Linked DNA regions of Zea mays: region 2 is linked to region 1. Evidence: chromatin contacts called from public Hi-C data. All regions are on one chromosome and are shown on one strand. The core of a region is the stretch at or near the end of the contact, and the rest is flanking DNA. Distances in the headings are between cores, read along the strand shown. Region 1 overlaps LOC103642698. Region 2 holds the start of LOC100193871 (Protein XRI1).

The links. A called contact is a pair of places that touch in the nucleus more often than the background predicts.
Region 2: a contact with region 1 is called in a Hi-C map of ear, with 2.2 times the contacts expected there. The contact joins the promoter of LOC100193871 here to the enhancer-like site in region 1. A contact is called at or near these places in 3 of 25 Hi-C or Micro-C datasets (ear, leaf and tassel).

Annotation. Positions count from the first base shown.
Region 1 is chr10:109,565,068-109,570,998 of Zm-B73-REFERENCE-NAM-5.0, forward strand. The region is part of intron 1 of LOC103642698; the gene reads right to left. Among protein-coding and RNA genes, the nearest start is that of LOC100272273, 21 kb to the left of the region's middle. Within about 2 kb of position 2,449, at least 14 of the 20 cell types and tissues checked have an H3K27ac peak or open chromatin away from gene starts, as enhancers often do. A contact at or near this core is called in ear, leaf and tassel, where this site is marked.
Region 2 is chr10:109,669,487-109,675,321 of Zm-B73-REFERENCE-NAM-5.0, forward strand. LOC100193871 (Protein XRI1) reads left to right here and starts at 2,645. Exons shown (of 9, transcript NM_001138950.1): 1 at 2,645-2,884; 2 at 3,953-4,002; 3 at 4,101-4,217; 4 at 4,292-4,428; 5 at 4,523-4,601; 6 at 4,688-4,769; 7 at 4,857-4,909; 8 at 5,273-5,353; 9 at 5,449-5,835. The coding sequence starts at 2,820. The coding sequence ends at 5,705.

The DNA.
Region 1 (5,931 bases), core at 1,199-3,698:
CACAATACAAGGGTCAAAAGATCCCTGATTTGTTACTTTCCATTTCAGATGGGCACATGACTGTCTGGTGGGGGCACCGGACAATCTGGTGCTCCATCTGACCGTTGGTTGCTGGATAATGTGGTTGATAGTCGTTGGTTGTTCTCACACCTGACTGTCTGGCACCCGGCGCAGACCGTTCAATGAATTTTAGCCATCAGGGCCTATTGAGCCCGAGAGTGGCCACTTCGACCGTACGGACACCAGACTGTCTGGTGTACACTAGACTATCCTGTGGGTGGCACCGGACCATCTGGTGCTGCCCATTTCAGCCCAACTTCTTCATTTTTGTGTCAACTTTCTTTTGCTCCTTTTGGCTCGACTCCATATGATTCCTAGCACTTAGACAAACTTGATTAGTACCTAAAACAAGTGACTAAGTACTAGAAACATACCTTTATCACTTTGAACCATAGAGGTTTGTAGTATGTCCACTTTCAAGCCCAAAGGTGCTTTTTCTTATAATCCTCAATTTGATTTACAAACACATGTGCTCATGCTCATATGAGGGCTTGTAAGTTCATAGTAATGTGTTGAGCATTTAATCACCAAAACAATTAGAAATGGCCCAAAGGCACATTTCCCTTTCGTACACCTAGAATGCATTCACTAGGTCAAAAGTTTAAGCCAAATGTGGTGTTGTGTTTATTAGAGTGCAACACTTAGTTTAAGGACCTTGTTTAAGCTAAATGGGAACAAATCACCCCTAAAGCAAGTGGCAAGTTGGCCTTGAATTTTAATTAATAAAGGTAGATCTTAGCACCTAGGTTAACTTTGCCTTTAAGGGGATGGATCAAAGTTGATAAATCACTTGAAGAAAATAAGCACATTTCAAACCCTAATTTGGGACCCAAAAGTGAAATTCAAGATCTAGCCATATTTTGCCAAAAGTCAAAATACCAAAGTTGTAGAGCTTTAAAAACCAAGTAACTTTCATGTTTGGAGGTTTGCAAAGTTTCAGATTTGATTCAGTTTTGGATTTCTGAAAAAAAAAGAAGTGACAATGAGCTAACTTTGGGCTCTTGTATCTCCTAATCCATGGGATTTTGGTAGAATATATTTATATCAAAGTTGGCGAGCTATAGTTGGAGAGTAAATCTTACTAAAGGTCGTGCCCTTGAAACTATTTGGAACTGGGAGAAAAAGATGCCTTAAACAATGTTGTCAAACTAAAGTTTTCTGAACCTTAGTTCAGTTAACTGAAACATTGGTTGCAGTTAGTTTTTGCTCAACTTTGGAGCTTCCTTGTGACTGATCCATAGTGTTATGGCCTACAGTCTCTATAGCATTTAGTTAGAGGACAATGTGGTGAACAATTGGTAGTAAGGACGATCCCTCTATCATCATTAGAAATTATGAGTAAATTAAGCCCAAACTTGCTTTGTCAGACGGGGGTGGGGAGTGGTGTTCACTTCACATCCCGGTGCCGCGTCAGCAGTTTTGCCATGTCTTTATACGCCTAACCCGCCCCGTTACAAGATCCTCCCTCTGGCGTAGCTCCTGTTCGCGGGTTTCCCTCTGAAAGTGGTCACCGGCGTCGCCGTGCTCCACCCCACTGTGGCCAGACCACGTCGGCCCGTATCATTCTTGTTTATTCCTTATTTTAGCCCCCCCTATGGTCCCTTGTTGCTCACCAGACCAGCTTCCCCGTTTAAACTCTACTGCAGTCTGTATTTGGGAACGCCTCTGCGACACCGATGCACGCCGCTGCAAACCGCTCCACCGTCGCCAGCTTGTTTCACCGTGGCCTTGGATTGAACTCTACTGCACCGTGGGTTCGAGAACGGCCTCACCGGAGCTCCGTCTCCACCATCGTCGTGGTTAGGCTAGGTCCCGAGCTGTAGTGGTCTGATTTGCTTGAGATAATTGAATTTTTACCACTCACAATGTTGTCTTCTTGTTATAATTACCACTGTGTCTATGAATTGTGGGTCCAACTGGGTCTATGAAATGTGGGTCTGATGACAATTTTACAAACATGTTTCATGCTGATAGCAAATATCAGAATCTCTCGATTTGCTTAGGGCTTGTTCGGTTAGCTCTCAATCCATGTGGATTGAGTGGGATTGGATGGGTTTGAATCCCAAACAAGTCAAACTTCTTCACAATTTTTTCCAATCCCATCCAATCCATGTGTATTAGGAATAACCGAACAAGCCCTTAGGGGGTAGTGCCGCCTTGGCTCGGGTATGGTGTGAGTGTGTTTGGCTTCGCCGGTGGAAGCCGTCGTCGGCGAGCCTGGCAGGGAGTTGGCCAGCACGCGAGCGGAGTCCCATAGTGGACTTAGTTTCGTGAATGAGGCGAAAGAGAGGGACCTTGGTGCATTTGTCAGCGAGACATAGAATTAGTGCTACAATCTCTTTTTAGTTGTTTAAAACATCAGGGGATTCCGTGCAAGATGCGTGTGCGGGCGCGGGTCGTGCGCTACGCGTGCGGTTTTCGCCGTTGCTGGGCCGGCGTGGGTCGGATTCGGCCCAATACTGCTCACGGTTTTCCTTTATTTATTTAGCCGATGACTTGTAAAATCTACGAAAAATCACGGAAAATGCAAAAATCGTGAGACTAATTTTTTTGGATTCAAAAAATTTCAAAATTTATGGTAAAATGATTTTAGTGTTTTTAAAGCATATAACAAATTTTAAGTGATTAAAAAGTGCTCTTAAAATGCTTATATGAATTTTAGTAATAGAATTTGAGCTCTAAAAATTATGAAAGTTTCTGGTTAAACTTAATATGCCCAATTTGACCCCTGGGTAAAGTTTGAACATGTCTAGACGTTTTTTTATTAGAAAACCTGATATTGGCAAAAATGGAAAAGGTTTAAGGTTAAAGCAAGTGATGGATCAAGTGTTAGGTAGAAAGAATAAAATTAGCTCATGGACTTAGGTTTTAAAGTGAAGTTCATTGATGTTTAGCTCCCTGAAGATTATTAGTTGGCCAAGATATCTTGTCATGATATTTAAGATAATAGGTTTCTAGTTGGTTTTAGTGTCTTGTATTGCACGGTGAAAGAAAGTTGTATTCAACAAGTTAGTTTGTTCTCTTCTATTCAAGTTTGCATTTTATGGCATAACATATGCATTCATGCTCATACTATTTCATGTAGAGCTCCCAGAAGAAGTAGAAATTGAATAAGAGGAGTCTGTTCTAGAGCCAGAGTGCCCACCAGTTGGATATAAAGTTAATTGTGATACATTAGTAGAAGAACCTGAATCTCCTCCACACCAAGGCAAGCCCGGTGCATTCACCCCTTCCCTTGTTGTTTACAAAATTTTATCACCTTATATGATGCATTAGGTGACAGAAGTTGTGTGGTAAATAATTAATGCATTACCTTCCTTGGAATATTGATTACCATCCATGATACCTATTTTATAAAAATTCAGAAATGCTTAGCCCTGCTTATAAATTAAGGTTTGAAAATGATTTTGATCTCTGAATAATGTTTTTGTAAAGAAAATAGGCTTAGGATGATGAAGTCATCAAAGGCCTTGACGAATTCATCAATCAAGCATTATACCTCTCTCAGGTACAAGGTTTTGGTAAAATAGTTTAAATGGAGACCAGACATTGAGCAGGAGAGATCGCACGTCTGCGTCGATTAAGGACCTTACCATTGTTAGCCTACATGATCTAGGACCTTTTAGTTGTCCACATGCCTTGTCATGGGTAAGCCTTGCCTCGGCCGGACCAATACCAGAAAGACTACCACACACTAGGAGTGGAGAGATGGCGAGAGTAACGTTTGCCCACCTAGCAAGAGGCTGGATGGAGAAACCCATTCTGGTGTTGAGAGATGGCGTGAACCCGTTCTGATCTTGAGAAACCCCGGGTAACATATGCAAAAGTTAAGTGCTACATATGTCATGTGGTTGGAGATCCCGAAATAGGTATTAATCGATTTGAATCGTTATTACTTCTTGGTTATGAAGGCTAGATCACTGACCTACATCGTAGTTAATAACTAAAACATAAATTTTGGTAAAAATAAAGTTAGTTTAGGCCAAGTGAATGATCTAGATTAGGCAAATCTAGATTTAGGAAATAACTTAACTTGTGAAGTTAAAACATGGCCTAAGGGTCTACTTTAGTAAGCTTTTATGCAAAAAGGAGTCCTTGAACTTAATGAGCTTTACCTTGATTCTCAAAAGCTAGCATACCCTTAAAAGTCTTTTCTTTAGTCGGGTAAGTCTTGCTAACTAATTGCCTACTCAAGGTTTTATTCCCTATGTTTTTGAAGGAGAGGTCCTTAATACTTCCAACTTTTGTTAGTTTTATCATGTGGAGGTCTCTGGAGCATGAAATTTTTTGTGTGAACTTTTTTGGGGAAAGGTTTTACCTTTCCAAGTATTGTAATAAGTTATGTACTTTGGTACTATTAAGGCTTGTAATAATCACTACTCTTTTTATATTGTAAACTTGAGTTTGGAATAAATGTAATATTATGTTATTGTAAAGTATTCCGATTTATCTCTGGTGTATGATTACAAATGTTGATTATTGTAATGTACATGTTATGGGTTTGTGTTCAATCTATTGGTAAGATTCACTACAACACACCTTACCTTGTGTCATTCATCTTGTGTCATTGATAAGTGAATTTATGTCATAGATTGAAATCTATGACGCTTATGTGACGTTTTTGGTTCGTCATCTATGTGACATGGCTAAACATGTTCTATGGCGAATTGAAGGTTTTTTATCATTAAAATTGTGATGATTCTACTTCATCATAGATTTTATGGCATTTGCATATTGTCACTACTCCAAAGAAAAAGTCACTAATAATCAGCTAAAGCCTTGCCATGTGGACCTGATTTTGTCATAAACTCATGCGTACTAGTGATGTGGAGGTGATGTGGCAAATGGTATGATGACATGACACTTTTCAATGACGAACTTTGTTGTCATAATTTATAAAATGGCTTGTGCTAGTGCTAGGCCAAATTTGTGGCCTCATTAAATCTAATTTGTAATTTTCTATGAATACCATTTTATATAATCAAAATATGTAGCCTATTTTTTGAGCAATCTCATTCAACTGTACAAATTCACATGAAATATTTCACAAAATTTACATATCCAATACCAAAACTATAGCAGACAAGATCCAATTCATATGTCACAATACATTTTGCAAAAAGCAACAATGTTCAACAGAACTTGGAGCTACGAGTAACAAAAATCAACAAAGTTGGACCTACTAAGTCCTACTTGTAAACAACTAGCGACCAATTATTGATAAAACAACTAGACATAGTTCAACCAACAACCAAATTTCAAAACAGAAACATCCTGCAATAGTTCACTATTGGGGCTCAGGAACTTTATGGCCCTATAATGTGTTGACCTGGTTGAAGCTCAGCAACTGGCGAAGGAGGGCGTGAATTTCTTGATATGTTTTCTTTAAATCCTCTATTTCCTCAAAATGTTTTACCCTTAAAGTTTCTGATTCCATCTTCAAGTTGTAAACACTTGTCGAAGTTCTGTTTTTTCTTGCTTCTCATTCTCAAGCTCAACCTGAAGATCCTAGACCTATAAATAAACCTAAGTTTTACTTCATGTCATGCACACTTAGACAAGCAAGAACAAGAACATAATTAATAAAAATATATAAATACGTAATCAGACACAAAAGCATCAAGTGGTCTACATATATGGGCAGTCATGTTAGTTCTAAGCAATTTGCTAGTTGTGCTGCTGGTTAATAATGGAATATGATCTGCTAGCTGTCCAGCAAAATGGGCTATCTAAACATTCACGCAGAGAAGAGTTACTGCTATAGAGGTGCTGCTAAAATCAACAAGCAACTATAGCTACAACCTGAGATCCATGACAAAATCGGGAACCTGGCAGCACAGTGCTATCGTCTCAAACCATATTGTAACCATT
Region 2 (5,835 bases), core at 1,395-3,894, 100 kb after region 1:
TAGTGCAACTCCTCTGATTTGCATACTTCTTGAAGAATCGGTAGAGTTCTTAGAGTGTGCTTGGGGTCTTTGGTGCAGTGACTGAACATGTGGCTAGTGCGAAGGTCGCTGATGGCATAGTGAATGGAGATGTGGTCTTCAACTGAAGACACTTGGGATTTCATCAACAAAAATTTCTTGTAGTAATCCTGAAGGCTTTCCTTCTCCAATTGCGTGTAGAGGGATATTTCTACAAAGCCATTGGTTTCTGGTCTATAGCCCTTGAAGTTGAGCGATAACTTTTCACGAAGGGTCCTCCATGAGTCGATGGGCAGTGGTGGAAATCTTGTGTACTAGGTGAGAGCTGGGTCCTCCAGGCCTACGACGGAAGACTTCACCATTGCTTGTCGTCATCTCTAGATGATGCTACTACCACTTGATAGCTCATGATATATTGCGAAGGGTCAGGGTTGCCATTGTACTTGGGCCAATTGCCTGACCGGTAATTGTGTGGCCATGGGATATATTGAAGTCTAGCGGAGAGCGGTCACCTTTCATTTATGAAGTTGAAGTTGTGGAATGTGCCAAAGTGTTGGGCTTGCCAAGCGCTTCTTTCAAAGTCATGATGTATGTGTTCTATTAGCGGAGGCTATTGAGTATGCTCATACTATGTTTTTGCACTTAGTGAAGGTGGTTAGGTGTATTCATGTTGCTACAAGTCTGCTATTTCTTGTTGTAGAGTCCACAATATGTCTTTTTTCCTCTTCAATCAACCTCAATACCTTTTAGAGGATCTCATCATGGTGTCTTGTGGTTGTCAATGCTTATATCTACTTCTTAAGGTCATCATTTTTTATGTGAAGGCTCTTAAGTAACAAATGGTACTTGGAGTTAAACTCGAATGCTTTGTCTTCTTCATGGATCTCGAAGTCTAATCGCTTGGGGGTGTCCTCAACTCGATGGCGGATCAGAGGGTTGGTTTTTGGTCTGATCAGACTAGACTATGGACTGGTAGGGGTGTCTCTTGGTGTTGAACGGAGCATGACCATGGCTCTCCAAACTACATGTGAAGGGGCTTCCCTTAGGGGTGGAAATGACTGGCTCTTTGTGCGAAGAGGAAGATTTCTTTCAGTTGGTAGTTATGTAGCCGTCACATGGGCAGTCTTCGCTTGGGTCTCTTGGTCTTGAGTGGGGAAGGTGACCTTAGGCCTCTGGGTGTTGTCAGTGAAGACTATCTCTATCAACTCCATTGAGGTGGAGTTGGATCGGGTGTTCTTTTCGAAAGCCATCGTGGGATTGGTCTTTGTAATGAATACAGTGGGCGCTAAATGTTGGGTTCTGACACGTGGACCCAAACACTCGGGAGCAGGTGAGACAACGGTGCTCAACAAAATAGGAAGCTAGGGTGCTCAATGTCTTGTCAATCGTGTCTCATCTAGGAGTTGGATGTAGTTATTTATAGTGCAACCAATGGGCTAGCCTAAAGTACGTTCGTGCCCTTGGATACCTGCTACATCCTCAGAATATAATGTACAACAGAGTAAATACGAAACAATGCTGACCTAGATCTAATTACACCAAGAGTTGTACCCGCAGGAGAGGCTGACAGATGGGCCAACTTTACATGTAGAGGGCCCACAGGGTCCCCACTGTCTATACGTAGTCTTCTAGTGTCAAGTCATGAAGGCCTTTGCCTCATGGTCTTCGATGTCGCCTCATTGACTCGTCTTCTGATATGGCGCCGAGGTGGAACAATTGCCCTTTGCTTCGCTTGGGCTCTCGCTCTGGCCTAGACGACCGCGCCAAAGGAAGAAAGGCCATCGGGAGTAGAGTCCTCGAGGCCGAAGGCCTCTTGGCTCGAAGCCCCCATTGTGAGTTAGGCCCTCCTCGCCCGCAGACCCCCAACATGGGTCTGTGAGCCCTTCTCGCCTTGTGAGGGTGACTTTGCATGCACAATGTAGTCCTCGTCTTTGGGACTTGCATGCATCACATCAATATCCTATATTCAAAAACAAGGTTAGTATGCGGTTAGCGTGAGACATGATCAATGTCTAGTTCGGCCTTCGTACCAAAGCATATTAGTATCTGGTTTTGTTATTCAAAATAGGGTGCGATAATTCCTCTTTACCATAAAGGGCTTTTGCCTTATTTTTTGTTTTGTTTAGATCCATTAACTGATAATTATTAGCTAGCTATTAGCTATTGTCTGATTTGATCTAATTAGGTAGATAATTAGTATTTACTGCTATAGCTAACAATTAGCTATTTTATTATCTATACCTGTTTGAATAAAAAAATATAATTATTTGCAGGAGATCTAAACAGGGACTTAGTAAAATTTACGGTTCTGTCAAGGTTGCTACCCATTTTTTTGAAAGTGTTACACCCATTTGTACGGTTCCATGAAACCATATGGCTGGAGTTGCGAATGAGCCGCCTTGGCACGCTGGGCTTTTGGAAGGCCATCAATTCTTGCACCGGCTCTGGCGCCACGCGCCCACCAAACACACAGGGTGGACTGTCAGAGAGACAGGCAAGCCGAGCGAGCGGAGATTTGAGCTGGGCACGCGGCGCGAAGGCCGAGGGGTCGTGCCCAACGGCCTTCTCAGTCAGCCCATCTCGTGCCCACCACCCCCTTCGCATTTCTTCCCTTTTCTGTCCCACCCGTCTTCATCCCTCGGACTACAAATGCGGCGCAACCGTGGGCGTATCAGCACCCGAGCAGTTTGTAGCAGGATCCTCTCGCTCTCGCCATCGCATCGCGCACAGTAGACACTCAAAATCCGATTGCCGAGGGGGAGAAGGCGGAGACCGTTGCAACGGCTAGTTGCGGCGGCCCGATGGACCCGTCGTACGATGGCAGCGCCCCCGCCGCCGGTGGAAGCGCCGACGACCATGGCCAAACGTGGGTGAGGGGGCCCCGAGTCGTGTGCGTTGATCCGTGTCTTTGGTGACTGGTCTCCGCTCGCGTTTTTGTTGCTGCTCCGAGCTCCTTGTTTTGGGGGATTTGGTCTGGGATTAGAGGGCGGTTTTGGTTTGGGACCGATGCGCCGCCGTCGTTGGTTGATATGAGACCTCGCGCAGGCGTGCCGGCGTGCGGAGATCCGCGCCGCCGCCGGAGGAATCCGGCGGCTGTTGGATCACGTCGGCGATCTAACAGTAGAGGAATCCTACCGAGCCAGCGATCTGGTGTGTCGATGTTGGCGGATTGGAATGATCCATCCGCCAGTCCTGCGTCCTGGGTGCTCGTTCCATTGGATTTGATCCGCTGGTTCGGATGGTCTTTTGCGACGTTGCGCCCTATAGGCTGTCTAAATCGTAGATTAGGCCGACGCCGCCAATATAGCTTCGATGGAGAGGATATTGGACTGGCTGGTACTGGAATGGGCCTGTGTATGCTGTTCGTTGTAGTGCCTGACCTCTGGTAATAAAGTTGCTGTGTTGCTAGCCCTTAATTCTTTTTTTTTAGTTGATAATTTACCTTACATGTCAAACTAAAATTAAGATCTGTCTACTACCTACAAGAGTAGCTTCATGCCCTTCTTAGGTTTATCTAGCTCAAATTGTACCCTGCTTCAGTTGAGAGTTAGGTTGATGCCAGTGCCAAAGATTGGATGGGGGAGAATATGGGTTCACGTGGGGCTGGAATGGGGCTTTGTATGCTGTTCATTCTAATGCCTGATCGGCAGGAATTAATTTAGTGTATAGCTTACACGTACTTCAGTGCCTTTGATTGTTCATTTCATTGACTAAACTGAGCATACATAACGAAGTAGAATCAGATGAAAACCCGCGTACAACCTACACAAGTAGCTCATGAATCATGATTTATCTTTAGTGGGTGTGATTGAACTTATACGCTGCCTCAACTCTTTGCTCAAAGAATGCTTGTAAATTGACTTGCTATTATGGTGCACTACTTTTTTTTTGCAATTTATTACACTTGTGCCTGATCTTGTAACACTTTCCTCAGTCTCTGGGATTGGACAGTAGAGCATTGTGAACCCAACGATTCAAGTCATGGTACTAATTCACATCCATAACCTGCATCTATGTCACAAAGAAGCTTTAAAGTACCTGTTTGGACTTGATTTCTCATTGTGTCTCATCTTTTTTTACAGCAGATGCTACTAAATTCGTGTGGGATTGCCTCAATCAAGATGACGATGAGCTAATGGGATTGCTTGGAAATCAAACCCCGTTGAGAGACTGCCGTGATTTCTTTGCTGACCTTGGTGGTACAATTTTTTTCTACCAATTATCATTGCTACCACTCTTAATGCATAGCTTAAAGCGCCTGTTACTTGAGTAGATTTCACATGCAAGGAGACCTTGGACCTGGAGGAATCTCGGGAATCAAAGCGGCGGCGCACATTAGAGTACCCTTCAGAGTCTAGTCAGTCAGAAGTTGGGACTCATGATGCTGCTTCACCTTTTGTCACATCTGAGGTTGTTCTCCAGCTCCTACCTATGTTTCAAATTCCTCCATCCTGCTAGTCTTTGCATATCATAGTTATGCATGTTCTGTTTTTCCATGTTTCAGGCAGCAGAAATTTCATTGCTCTGCACTGATAAACCACAGAGCTTAAATTGGGATATGCACCACACTTCAAATAATTTAGGTCTGTATTTTTCATTATATATGCTTAAATACTATACTGTTTACTAATTAAAAAAATTACATCCGATACAATAAATTCCTTGTCAGATGAAGCACCCTACCGGCAAGAAGATATTCTTTCTGAACATTGCTCTTATGGAACTCCAGTGTACCTCGAGCCTGATCAAACGTTTGTCCCTATCTGGTTCCACTAAAACAACTTTATTTGGCTCATTGGTTTGTCAGCTGTGATATATTCATCTCCTACTTGCTGTAGGCCTTGTAGTCAGGAGAGCATTGCATGTATAAATGATCAATCTGGTATTTCAGGTCAGTGCAAATCGTCTTTTCTATACCATTTGATAATCATTTTTCCATTTAATTTTGCAACTCAGCTTCCAACATTTCCATTAATATTTGTTCTTAAGCTCTCACGAGATATCTGAGAAGGGCATTTTAGTTTCCTCTTTTCCTTCACAGTTATGGTCTATTTGTAGTTGCTGCAATGTACTATTATAACCAGCAACCATGAGAAGGGCATTTTAGTTTCCTCTTTTCCTTCACAGTTATGGTCTATTTGCAGTTGCTGCAATGTACTATTATAACCAGCAACCATGATGTTTTAGTGCCTTCCTAGCATCGTGGTTTTGTATTGAGGTCCACAACTTACCTATTATTTCTATATGCCTACAGGAACAAGTGAGACTGGACCAATGACAGAAAGTTTCATAATGCAGGAAACTAGAAAGCTTTGTACACTCAAAGTGTCCAAAGGTATTTCATTTTGAAAGTATATTATTACTTGGAACACACTTCATCTTCCAGTTTCATCGGTGTTAATCATGTGGCCTCTTTTGCCTTACTACTAGGATCAAGCTCAACACTAGTTAAGGTGAAGGAAAACTTAACTACCTCAGTAGCATATCCTTTTACTCTTATCAAACCATCTTGGGAGGAAGGCGATGTTACCTTGCAGGATATAAATCAGCGAATTCGTGCTCCTCCTAAGAAGGCCCCCGAGATCCTTGGAACTTCAGCATTCTCTGGCAAGCCAGTGATTGGCAAGACAAGAATCAGAACAGAAGGGGGGAAAGGAAGCATCACAATACTAAGAACAAAGGGCTGAGAACCGGAAAATACCTTCGATCCTTATTTATCTGCTAGTCTCTCCATTTATCAGATGAGAAAGGGGAGAAGGCAGCTCCTTGGTGGTCAATTGTGCAAGTCTGAGCACCTGAAACTTCCATTGATTCACA